Regions from separate parts of the Hordeum vulgare genome. Here region 1 is linked to region 2. A link is a contact called in public Hi-C data. All regions are on one chromosome and are shown on one strand. Each heading gives the region's core, a stretch centred on a gene start, on an enhancer-like site or on the middle of the called end of the contact. The rest is flanking DNA. Distances are from core to core; before and after follow the strand shown.

Region 1 (3,166 bases), core at 421-2,920, 440 kb after region 2:
ATTTTCCGGCTCCTAGTTGTCTTGTGAAATTGGTTGCTCTGGTTGTATATCGATTTCCAACTAATCAGTAAAGCTGTTATTAAGAGCAAACATTCATTTGCAAACCTTTAAAATATCGGTGCAAATGTCCAAGAGAATTCAAAGTTTCTAACAATCTACTCCCGATGGACGAGTCTGGTTGCCGTGCTCGATCTCTGCAGTTGGTGGCCATAATTTTTTGTTTAGAATTGGAAATTTTGGAGATGTGGACATCTGATACCAACAGTCTTGTACTTTTGTTATTGTCACGAACTTCTGGTCAGCAGTTTGGTTACTCTAGTCTCGTCGTTGACCGCGCCGGCTCACCCCACTGACTAATGTAGTAAGACGAAGAAAACCAGGCCACTGTAAGAACATTGAACGGAAGAGGGCCACTCAAACTAAACTGCTGCAAAATCGCTGCAGAATTTTGACGGTCAATAAGAAAGTCTCTTTATTTCCTATGAAATCGCTGCACACCTTCTCCTGGTGTTTTGACAGTGGAGGACACCATTGCACGGTGCCATGTTTATTCAGATATATATTGAGAACACCGAGCTCTGAAACTATATTTGACAGTGCAGATCTTATTCACTTCTTATTCGACCGTGGTTATACTTATGTGGATCAACTGGAATTATCATCCGATGATATGATTAGATGGCATTCGTCACAATGTGGGGCCGAGGGCATCATGGTGTGACGTCCTACCTTTTCTTGCAGGTGACGCACTATCCACATATCGTGCTGTTCTGGTTGGCTCCCCGCCCTTATCGGCACATGCCCAGCCCCAAACTACATGTAGTTTATGAACTTCACCTTCACAAAGAATCAAGCGCCTGAGAACTAAGATTCACATAACCATTGCGTTTGCTTCGATTTCAAAATGGAAATTAGCCAAGCGATCGAACTCGTAAATATAATATCTCTCGTTTCTTTTCATTTCCTTGAATGAATTAAATAAACACACGCATGTTGCTATTCATAATCCCTCAAAAAATTAATGTACGTCAAAACAACTACATGGTCCGGCAGTTGCTGGGCTGTTCGTCGCAGACGACCATGTGCGGCGGCTGGTACTGGTGGTAGTAGCCGGCCGGCGGGTAGTAGCACGGGTACACGGGCACCGCCGGCTTCGGGTCCTCCTTTTTCGTCTCCTTTTTCTCCTCCGGTTTTTTCACTTCCTCCACCTTGATGATTTGGGCGTGGCCGAGCTTCTTGCGGAGGCAGCAAACGAGGCACACCGGGTCGACGCCGTCGCCGACCACCTCCAGCTGGTCCCTGGCGTCGCCGGTTATCCCCATGGACGTCACCCCGGCTGCTCTGGCAGCCAGCGTCAGTGCTTTGGACCGGCTCTTGTCGCACGACACGCTCAACTGGATGACAATCTTTTGCTGCAAAAACAAGCAGGAGAAAAGCGATGGATCAATCGTATGCTCCAGGTTCAGAGTAATGTATCGATTCCTCGAAATTGAGCTGCTAAACAAAGCAACACGAGAGGTACACAAAAACTAAGAGAAGAAGCTGAATAGGGTTCCTCACCTTCATTGCTTTGGGTAGGAGAGACAGAAACTCGGGATTGGTTTGGGTAGCTACTGGTCGATCTTCCGCAGATGCAAGTGTCTAGCTTGTGATGATTTGGTGAAGGGTATAGCCGCCTGCCCGCCTTATATACGCGCACGCAGTGGGCGGGGGGGCGTGGGAGCGGAGAAGTAGAGCTATGTCAGTATCAGGAGCGATCCATCCCAACGCACTGTCTAGCGAGTTGTACGAAGATTCGTGGCAGCAGTTGAGCTCTAAGTGAGTAAACAACTGCCCAACTGGGCAAGTAGCTAGCCATGCATGCATGTAAACGCGTCCTCGTCACAAGGACTCGGTTGAATTTTCCCGATGGAGAGATCTGCCCAATTGTATCACGCCGGTTGGCCACGTTGGATGCTCCAACGAAGACGCGGCTGCGGACAAAACTATACGTAGACCGAGTCGATCGGTTAGTGGACATATCAGCGTGAAATGGGACAAAATTGGCGTGGATACAGTAGCAGCTCAAGTTCAACCGAATGGTCCTCGATCACCTCAATCAACAATAATTTTGTCTTAGGAACACGCGGGAGGAGAGGGGGCTCACACGGCCACACCCAACTTTTCCACAACTGCACGCAATTAATTAGCAATTCTTCTGATTTTTCCAGAGAAGGGAGTGCTGCAATGCTCTGATTGTAGAGGGGAATATCTCGTATATATCATGTACTTCCTCCGTCCAATATTACTTGTCATAGGATTGGATGATTCTAGACATATTTTAGTTCTATATACATTCATTTTTTTTAGTTTGGTGACAAGTAATTTCGAACAGAGGGAGTATATGATACTTAGTGTGTAATGACCTAATATTATAAGTTGGTATTTTAGGATTTTTATTTTTAATTGGGTTGCTGCCTGCAGACCGCACAAGCACGAGCAGATATAACATGATATCTCTTACTTCTTACCTCATTGAAGGCAAGTGGAGGCAATCCTTCCAACGTTGTCCAATTAAAGCTCTACGGAATTGGAGCTATTAGATTGAATCCATGAGTCTAGGAAATGTTATGTTCTGATTGTTAAACATATATTGATACTCATTGATCATGATCAATATCATCAGTTGTTAGTAGTTTCATTAGTTCTGAAGGACATAGGAGAAGTCATGTTACTTGTAATTATATATGTGAAGTTGATTTCTGTTCAATGTTGTGATATTATGGTGTGTTATTCTTTTTTTCTTTCTCTAGTGGTGTAATCTGAACATCAACTGTATGACACTTCATCATCTTTGAGCTTAGGGGAAGGCATTGTAAAATTAGTTTGTAGATGATGTGTTGCGGAAGTGATAGAAACCTAAACCTAATTTATGAATTATTTCGTAAGGGGTTGTTTTGGATCCAGTTGTTTAATGCTACAACTAGATTTATCTTCATTACTTCCCTCGTAGTTGCGGATGTTTGCATGGAAAGTATAATCATAAGTAGGTAATCCTTCAAGTTAGGACAATACCTTATCTCCGGTACACCTACATAAACTTATCAAGCCAATGAATGTTAACTCAATGAATCATGGTGAAATAACTTGACGATATTCATGTGTGTCGAGGAAAGCGTTTTAATCA
Region 2 (2,959 bases), core at 298-2,797:
GATTTGGTCCATTAGCATATTGATGTCAAATTTATCATTTTTATATCTCGTGCAATGTCTCAAATTTTGATTTGAATTTTTATCACAATATACATTGATGTTTTATCAATCCACTAAATATTTGTCAGATTTTTTCAAACATTTTTAAATATGTAACGGGGTTTCGGTGTACCGCTAGCATCAATTGGCCCGGTGCACCCGATACTCTCCCAAGCCTGATCGTATATCAAGGATATGAGCCCGGCAATGTAAACTGCAACTCACCGTGTACCGAGGCAACCAGCCCCATTTACTTGGATCGCCATTTGTCGCACGTCATGTGCACCCTGATCACCATCTTTTGCTGAAAGAAAAAAAAAAGCAGAGCATACCATTTTCAGTAACGTTCAGGAGAGCAGAGCAACGGGTTTCAGCAACAGAAATTCAGAGAAGTTGGAGAACCGGAGGCCGAGGCGTAGCGTAGGCACTAGGCAGCCTAACAGGAACAAGTTGGAGAACGGAAGAATGGTGGGCAATGAATGAATTCAGAGCCTCCCAAGATCCCCTACTTACATCATCTCTAACAGACTTCTTATATCGCAAAAATGTAAAATGGCATTTACAGTTCACGACATGCTTTGGATAAGGACCGAAAACAAGCGCGGCAAAAAGGAAACTTCAAATCAACCTGTAAACAGACGCGTGACCCTCTTTTTTCCATATTTTTTCCCTTCTTCCTCGTCGCGCATGGACTGGTCGAGGCCCGACCCGCCCCTGCCCCTTCTGCCTGCGCCGCCACCCATCCTCTGCCCCTCCGGCTGCGCGTCCGGCTGGCCCATCCCCCGCCGCCTATCCAGTCTTCGTCGCAGTCCCGTGCACCGCCGCAGCGAGCTAGCGCCTCAGGACCGCTTCTGCCCGTCCGCCATGGCCGCGCACACAAGCTGGCTCCTTCTCCCCCTGTCGCCGCCTTCGACGACGCGCGAGTCGCGGACAAGGCATACCGCGTGGCGTGCGCAGCGCTCGGGGCCGCGCGGCCTGACCCGAGCTGTGCTATTGCTGCGGGCGCTGCTAGGCCAGCTGCCTGCCGGAGAAAGCCGCAACGGTCGTCAAGGTGTGGTCGATGCTGGCCATCGCGTCGGCACAGCTACACAGGCAACAACACCATGAAGCTTCGAGGCAAATTTTGGCCGGTCTCCGACAAGTCTATGGGTGGAAGGCGTTGGCGGGAGCCGAAATTCCTCAATTTGTTAGCGTTAACTGGTATTCGGGGCCTAACAAAATTGCCTCCAAAACTGAAGATACATTGGTCTCGGACATCTGCTCACAGGGCCTTGTAAACTTTTTTAAGGATCGGACGATTTTAAGGAATCTGTTCGGTACCTTTTTCGACTAAAACGATAAAACAATTATTTTATAGATTTGATCGCTTATAATGGATGTGCTAAAGATGCTCTTATACAGCCGGGGATTGTACTTTACGTCCCCAACCACACCGCGTAGATCAAGACTTAGAACCCGCGAGGCTTCCTTGGCTGGTGCACCTTCGGAAACCGTGTTTCATCTCGTTCGAGAGGTTGATACTTTGGCGTATGTTGTTTATTCCTTTGGCACCATGTTACCGTCTGAGTGCTCCATCTCCGTGTTTCTGTTGACATGTTTGTCTGTTTCTCTTTTCTGAAGATTTCCTGTTTTGTTTGACTGACTAGCATCCTCACAGTCTTGCTTTAATTGTTTATACAGATGTGTACGATACAATTTAATTACCGTACAATGATTACCAAGAATTAGCAAGACATACCGGACACTAGAAAATTCACAATGATTATATGAAACGCAAAGTATATATACAATGATTGCCTTTTAATTACCGTGCCCACAATCATTGTAACCGCGTTTCATCTCTCACACTAGAAAACTAACGCAAAGTATATATAGAACTAGATGATTCTCGATGCGTTGCTGCAAGAACATTGCTAGAATATGATGTTATAGAAAAAAATCTAAAACTAATGGAAAGTTAATGTAAGCTTAAAAAAATAAAATACAAAGCGTACAACAAGAGAGTGAAAATTATAGTTACAATGTAATTTCTAACAAAATATGATGAACTCTAATACAAAAAACTACTTAAGACTAATATGCATGAATTAACGATGTGGCACCATTGCATGTGTAGAGTAATGTAAAAAAATATTATTTATGTCTTGCATGCATACTTGCTTATGTGTTATGGTTGCATGGCTAGAAAAATTAGGTAGTGGGTTGTAGTTATATAGGAATAGAGGATGATTACCTCTTGAGACGCAATAAGACACACTATTACCCTCCTGCACGGTAATTTCCGGGAAATTGTGGGCAGCACTTAACTCTTGCTTAGTGCTCTAATCACTTTCTTTTTACCTTTGGTTTTTTGCTTCAGAAGCCGCGCGGTATGAACATAGCAACCTTGGTGTAAACCCGTTGCTTCAGAAAGCTCTCTACACCTTTGAGCTCCATATAGGAGTATGACGTACCGAATCGTACGTCATTTAGTACCTTCAAAATTAGTGCTCTACTAACCAGTTTCTATCATTATCAAATTAAGTAACTAACTCGGAGCTGTTGATTGGCTTATGATCCCTCGGTGGATATGATGGTGATTTGGCCGCCAGTGGAGTCTGAAAAGGCACATGTCGCTTGACTACTCCCTTCGTTTTTAAATATAAGTCTTTTTAAAAGTTTCATTAATGGATTACATACGAATGTATATAGATATACTTTAGAGTATAGGTTTATTTATTTTGCTTCGTATATAGACACCTAGTAAAATATCTTAAAAGACTTATATTTAGGTACGGAGGGAGTAGAATATACCGCGCACTCCCGTATAAAGTTGTACTACCGTCATGACAATTAATTTGGATCGGAAAGAGTATCATATGGGTTGCCTGCGTTGGAACCTTCAAGCTTTATATTCCATCAGTTTCGGTTTATAAGTTAT

Evidence for each region. A called contact is a pair of places that touch in the nucleus more often than the background predicts.
Region 1: a contact with region 2 is called in a Hi-C map of leaf, with 2.2 times the contacts expected there. The contact joins the promoter of LOC123430403 here to the enhancer-like site in region 2. A contact is called at or near these places in 2 of 6 Hi-C or Micro-C datasets (leaf and seedling).

Annotation. Positions count from the first base shown.
Region 1 is chr2H:519,743,614-519,746,779 of MorexV3_pseudomolecules_assembly, forward strand. LOC123430403 (heavy metal-associated isoprenylated plant protein 47-like) reads right to left here and starts at 1,671. Exons shown (of 2, transcript XM_045114273.1): 1 at 1,561-1,671; 2 at 933-1,412. The coding sequence starts at 1,566. The coding sequence ends at 1,038.
Region 2 is chr2H:519,303,029-519,305,987 of MorexV3_pseudomolecules_assembly, forward strand. No RefSeq gene overlaps it. Among protein-coding and RNA genes, the nearest start is that of LOC123430397, 19 kb to the left of the region's middle. Within about 2 kb of position 1,548, at least 1 of the 3 cell types and tissues checked has open chromatin away from gene starts, as enhancers often do. A contact at or near this core is called in leaf, where this site is marked.